Regions from separate parts of the Mus musculus genome. Here region 1 is linked to region 2. The links are chromatin contacts, called in public HiCAR-type maps. All regions are on one chromosome and are shown on one strand. Each heading gives the region's core, a stretch centred on a gene start, on an enhancer-like site or on the middle of the called end of the contact. The rest is flanking DNA. Distances are from core to core; before and after follow the strand shown. Region 1 overlaps Sergef (secretion regulating guanine nucleotide exchange factor). Region 2 overlaps Sergef (secretion regulating guanine nucleotide exchange factor).

The links. HiCAR-type assays count read pairs that join an accessible place to other places.
Region 1: a contact with region 2 is called in a HiCAR-type map of PVALB interneurons, with 1.8 times the contacts expected there. The contact joins two enhancer-like sites. A contact is called at or near these places in 2 of 484 Hi-C or Micro-C datasets (B cells and nephron progenitors) and 3 of 115 datasets of contacts at active chromatin or transcription factors (PVALB interneurons, double positive thymocytes and embryonic stem cells).

What each region holds. Positions count from the first base shown.
Region 1 is chr7:46,534,477-46,537,242 of GRCm38.p6, forward strand. All of the region lies in intron 9 of Sergef (secretion regulating guanine nucleotide exchange factor), which reads right to left. Among named protein-coding and RNA genes, the nearest start is that of Sergef, 100 kb to the right of the region's middle. Within about 2 kb of position 1,510, at least 48 of the 459 cell types and tissues checked have an H3K27ac peak or open chromatin away from gene starts, as enhancers often do. A contact at or near this core is called in PVALB interneurons, where this site is marked.
Region 2 is chr7:46,461,233-46,464,011 of GRCm38.p6, forward strand. All of the region lies in intron 10 of Sergef (secretion regulating guanine nucleotide exchange factor), which reads right to left. Among named protein-coding and RNA genes, the nearest start is that of Kcnc1, 66 kb to the left of the region's middle. Within about 2 kb of position 1,504, at least 13 of the 459 cell types and tissues checked have an H3K27ac peak or open chromatin away from gene starts, as enhancers often do. A contact at or near this core is called in PVALB interneurons, where this site is marked.

The DNA.
Region 1 (2,766 bases), core at 260-2,759, 73 kb after region 2:
CTCAGAACTGCATACAAGCACAACAGTCCTGGTTCTTTCCACCAGGGGTTTTTCAGTTCTGAGAATCGGCCCTCACACTGAGATGAGGCCCATTGCTCACAAGTATTATTCAAGGAAACCCGATGGCTAAGGGAACCGTGCACACTGGCCTGAGGTACTGGACTGGGGCAGAGGAAGGATAGCATTATAGAAATGGGATTTGAGTGAGCCTGAGACCCTAGGTTAACTGAGCCTAGTGTTCCTTCCCTAACGTGTGGCTTATGGGTGAAGAACATCAGGTAAGCTCCTGACTTCACACACAGGACTAAAAAGCCAAAGGGGACTTGATGTTCTCCCAGCGAGCGGCATTAGAAACAAGGCATGATGTGGTTCTAACAGCACAGGGCAGGCCCACTTTTTCTGTCTATGCCTTAGCTTGCCTATCTCTACACCGAGCAGTGTGGATAGCAGATCCTTATGGTTCCAGGCAGCCTCCCATTCTGAGACAGACTCCAGTTCTATGCTACCACGGAGGCCACCGGCCTCCACAAGGCAGTCCTGAGATCTGCACGGCAAGCTCTGACCAGTTTTCCTCCATCTCTTCTTCTCTTGACCGAGTCCTCGATGCCTTCAAGAAGGTTCCCCTAGTCCCCTCTGGCGTAATCACTCACTTCTCTCTCTGGGAGCTCAGCACAAGAAGGTGACATAATTGGGGGAGAGGAGGGAGAGAGTTAAGGAAGGGGCAGGCGGAAACATGGGAATAGGAGGAACACTACCGGCCCCTCTGCTCATATTCCACTGTGTACCCCTATCAAACCCAGCTAGCCAGCTCATTACAGTACTAGTCCTGGGAATCCAAAAGCCTTGATGGTTTAGAAAGCCAGTGGCTAAGGATTCCAACTGAACCCTTCTCTGGCATTGTTTCTGAGCCAAAAGCCACCCCCATCCCAGGTTGTCAGGTATAACAGCTTTGTCCATCCACAGAGGAAGCAGAAGGCAAATTGGCCACAGGAGCAAGCACCTGCAGAGGGGGAGGGGAGCTGCAGCATTGAGCTGGTGGGGGCAGGGTGCTCGGCGCTGAGGCTCAGGCTGTGGGAGACAGTGCCATGCTGTGGCCACCTGCCGCCTCTGCGCTGCCTTCCGCAGCCTCTGCAGGTACCGAGCGAGCTCAAGTGAGGCCTGCTTCCTGACCCACTTTCCTCCCCATCTCTATTTAGCTGTTCACTGGTGATGCTCCTGGCATGCCAATCAGATACTGCAGCCGGCAGTGCAGCTTGTTACAACAAATCCACGGCTCCTAGTAAACTCAGTGGAAAAGTACTGCACCGAGCAGCCTAATTAAGCTGACGCAGTTTCCACGGCCACACAAGGAAAAGACAGGACCGAGGAAGGGGCTGGGGGTGGGGGGGGGGGCATGAGGTAGGGGCTGGTGAAGCCGACTGTGGTTGTAAGACACTTGAAGGAGGAGACTTTTCAGCCCAAGTTCTCTAGATCCAGAGCCCTGGAAGAGCCTCTGAATGTGCAGAGAAGGACTAGACTTCAGGTCTGCAGGCTGCACTGCCCTCCCTCACGCTGTGACCTTGGGCAAACTATTCCTATGGAGGGACGGGAGGGGGGGGGGGACGGGGGATGGGGGGGGGACGGGGGGGGGAGCACGACAGGGAATATCGAGCTTGACTGTTGTTAAAACAGACTGTGAGTCTTATTCTCCAGACTGTCAAACTGTCAAACTTATGACAAAAGAAAAAGAAAAACAGAAAAAAGAATCATGAACTGTCACTGGGCCCCATGAAAGAACAGAGCCAGAGACTTCCTTTCTGGTTCCCTTTTGGCTGCCCGCTTATTGTGACCTTGGGCAAACCACGTGAACTCTAGACATTTCGAAGCCTTCATCAGATGAAGAGGCTGGATGGACCCTGGTGGGTGGTGGTGGGGGCAACTCCAATGCCAGTGCTCCACTTGAGTCCATAAAAGGCTGAGGGCATCAGCCCTGTCCTCCCAGCACCACCTTGTATGGTTACCCACACCAGACCTTGTTTTCTCTGGGCAGGAAGGAGTAGCCCGTTCTTGCCCTTCTGTTGAAAAATTTAGTCTAGCAATGCAAAGCAGCAGTGTGTCTCTCCTTGCTTTTCTTTAGACAACTTGGCAACTCTGGCTGTGAGGTCACCTTGTCCCCAGTACCCCTGCTGCTGAGACAGGAGTGAGGATGAACTGCAGGGATGCTGAGAGGCACACGTGGAAGGGATACCACAGAACACTGAGCCTCTCTCCTCAGGACTGCGCAGGCCAGGGTGGTTGGGCATGCAGAACCAGCCAAGAAGCAAGTGTCAGGTGAAGGAAGAACATGGAGACAGGGAGGCAGAGACATGGCAGGGTGAGGCAGAACAGCTCTGGGTTTGACAGACCCATCAGAGGCTACATGAAGCCACTTCCTGCATGTCGGAATCCGTTATTTGATATCACTACCACAACCTTTGCTCAACTTGGTCTCGGTCACTGCCACAGTCCCTTCACCCCACCACCACTATTCTAGGCTGACTACTCCTCCGCTACAGCTCTCGCCAGCACACGATGCCCTGTCCCCATTAAAGTATCTCCTTGTACCTTACCTACAACTCCCCAACCACCACTGCCACCCACCCACCCACCCACTGAAGCAATTTCAACTCATCCCTTGGGCTCAACCCTGTCTGTTCCAGAAAGACACGTCTGCTCCCTGAATCTGGATTACACATACTCTCCTCCTGCTCTTGAATGAACATCTTCTATTTCTGCCATCATCATTTT
Region 2 (2,779 bases), core at 254-2,753:
GGAAAGCCAGCTGAAACAGTCCCAAGAGAGACAGGAGAGCCTCGGGTCCCATGCTCAGGTGTTAACGGCTTCTGAGTTCCGTGCCCAAGGTGGCAGCAAGTGTTGCTTCTTTACTCTTCAGCGAGGATGTCACAGAGGAGGGGGGCTGCGAGGAGGTGATGGGAAATGCCCTCATCAAGAGCCCTCACCCCTACATGGTGCAATGCTTACTTCTTTGTCAGCACGGCTGGCGAGTATAGACCACTGTTTGGACAGATGCTATGGTGGATGCTGCAGTAGGGGCATCTTTCAGATGTAGTTAATTAACACTTAAGACGTTTGACTTTAAGAAAAGTGGATTGCCCTTCCTCGCGGGGTGGGCCGCACTCAGTTGGCTAAAGCTTGTAAATCAAAGACAAGCTTCCACAGAAGAGGGAGTCCTCTCTCTGGACTCCCGCGCTGAGACACCGCCAAGTCTGCAGCCTTCCCACTCCGGACTAGGAGGCACTGTGGCTTCCTCTGCAGCTTCTAGATTTGCTACCCTCTCCTGAATTCCTGTGGGACTATCCATGTCTCTCACCAGTCCCCCGTGCTCCCCCACAGATAGAGACAGAGACAGAGATACAGCCAGAAGTTCTGATGGGCCCTTGATAAATACACATGTGCAGTTGGATGGCTTCACCTAGCTTTCCTCATCGAATGGTCCATGGGACCTGAGGAGCAGGTTTTGCTACTCTTTTTTATTTTATCTATCTATCCATTTATTTACTTATTTACTTATTTATTTTTGCAGTGCGGATGTGGAGCTTGGTGAGTCTGACTCTAAAGCCACAGCCTGTCAGTCTCACCACTGGGCCATGACCAAGCAGACTTTCTCGCAGGAAAGCTGAGACAGGATTCCTGCCCAAAGTAGTTCTTCTATAGATCTTTCAGAGTTTCCCCCTTTCAGGATGCAGTAAACACCAAGGGGCCTAGGGAGTTTCTCATTCAGGAGGGAGACAACTCATGATCACAAAGCAAGACCCCCATTCCTCCCTGGGATCTGTCTCAGACATAGGGTCCTGGTCTTCAAGTTCTTCAAGGTTTTATCATGTTTAATCCGGGCCATTTAGCATCCAAGGATGTTGTTTCTTGAGTAAACCAATGCTTGGGCAGAAAACGAGCATCTTTCCTCTTGAAAGCAAGCCTGGATGCAAGATGCTCCAGAAATCCATTTGGCGGTTGCTGAGAGGCGGGGAGAGTGTGCAGGCTGCTGAAATGATGAGCCAATGGGGCAGTGCTAGGGACGACTGAGCAAGAGGCTGCTGCAGCTCTGCTTCCTTCAGACCCAGTTCCCTCCGTAGCGGTATCTTGTGCCTCGGTTCCTGGAGACCAGGCAGCAGCACTATCCTCTTGGGAAGGGTCCTTACAGCCCTCTTTCTTTACCCTCCCACCACCACATAACCAAAGCCTGACCCAGCACAGCTGACACTGGAGGCATTGTCAGGAAGTTTACTAAATGCTGGGGGCAGAGGGAAGGAACGCCACAGCAATACACACGTCCTCCAGCAAGTGGCTACCAAGAGAAGTTTCAACTCTCCTTCTTACGGCCAGGGACAGAGATGGCAGCCTGTGTCTCCCAGCATGAAGGCAAAGGCTTCAAAAACCTCTGACCTGTTAGCTGTGACGGATGGAGGGTTAGATACATTTCTTACTTTCTAGGAGTTTCAAATTGCATATCTATTAAGCAAGAAATCAGCAAAGAGATCATTCCTCTTGAGGCGGTTATAAGGAACAGGGACAACAACAAACAGCACACCTGAAGCACATCAGGGGAAGAAAACATTTACCTAGCCCTGTGTTGTGCCCGGTGCTGTGCCCCATGCTGTGCCCCGTGCTGTGCCCCGTGCTGTGCCCGGTGCTGCATATATACATCTGTTATTGTTCACAAAACTTTCATGAGATACACAAATACATTCAATCCACTTTAGAGCCAAAGAAATTGAGGAAGTGAGAAACTGAGGGGGTGAAAATAGACTTTGGATAAACCCAGGCTGGGTAGAGATGGGGTTAGCCCAGGTTGAGCTGCTCACAGCTCTGGCTCTGCAGCGAGTGCCACGCCTTCCCTCACACCTGCCTCCTTCTCCTCCTCCAAGTCCTCAGTGTCACCCTCCAAGCTCCAGGCACTAAGGCTTCTGAAAGGACGGCCTAATCGCGTGACTCCTCGATTCAAAAATCCTCCTCTGAGGTCAGGAGGAGGGTAGTGCTTTGCATGTGTGAGCAGGAAGCCTTAACTCTATGCACGGGTGTGTATGCGTGTGTGTGTGTGGGGGGGGTGTATATGCGTGTGTGTGTGTGTGTGTGTGTATGTGTGTGTGTGTGTGTGTTTGTGTGTGTGTGTGTATACACACAGGTGTGTCTATGCACCTGTGTGTACATGGCTGTGTATACGTAGGTGTGTGTGTGCATATGTGTGCACACAGGCGTGTGAGTGGAGGTCAGAAGACAGATTATTGGAGTTGGTTCATTCTATCTTGAAGATCTCAGGGATGAATCTCAGGTTGTCAAGCTTGGGAGAAGGTACCTTTACCTGCTGAGCCATCTAATTGTCCCTTGCCAACTGATGATTATTTTTTTCACGTGAAGTCAACGACTGTCTCTGAGACTGGAGCCCAGATATCTCCACCTTTGCCCAGATTTCTCCAAGTGGAGCATGCAGCCTTCCATAGAATCCCAACAGCTCTGTGATAGCGTTGCTCTCCCGTGATCTGATCTGTCTGGTGATACCTGGCTCCCATGCTACATTGTCAACACATCTGGG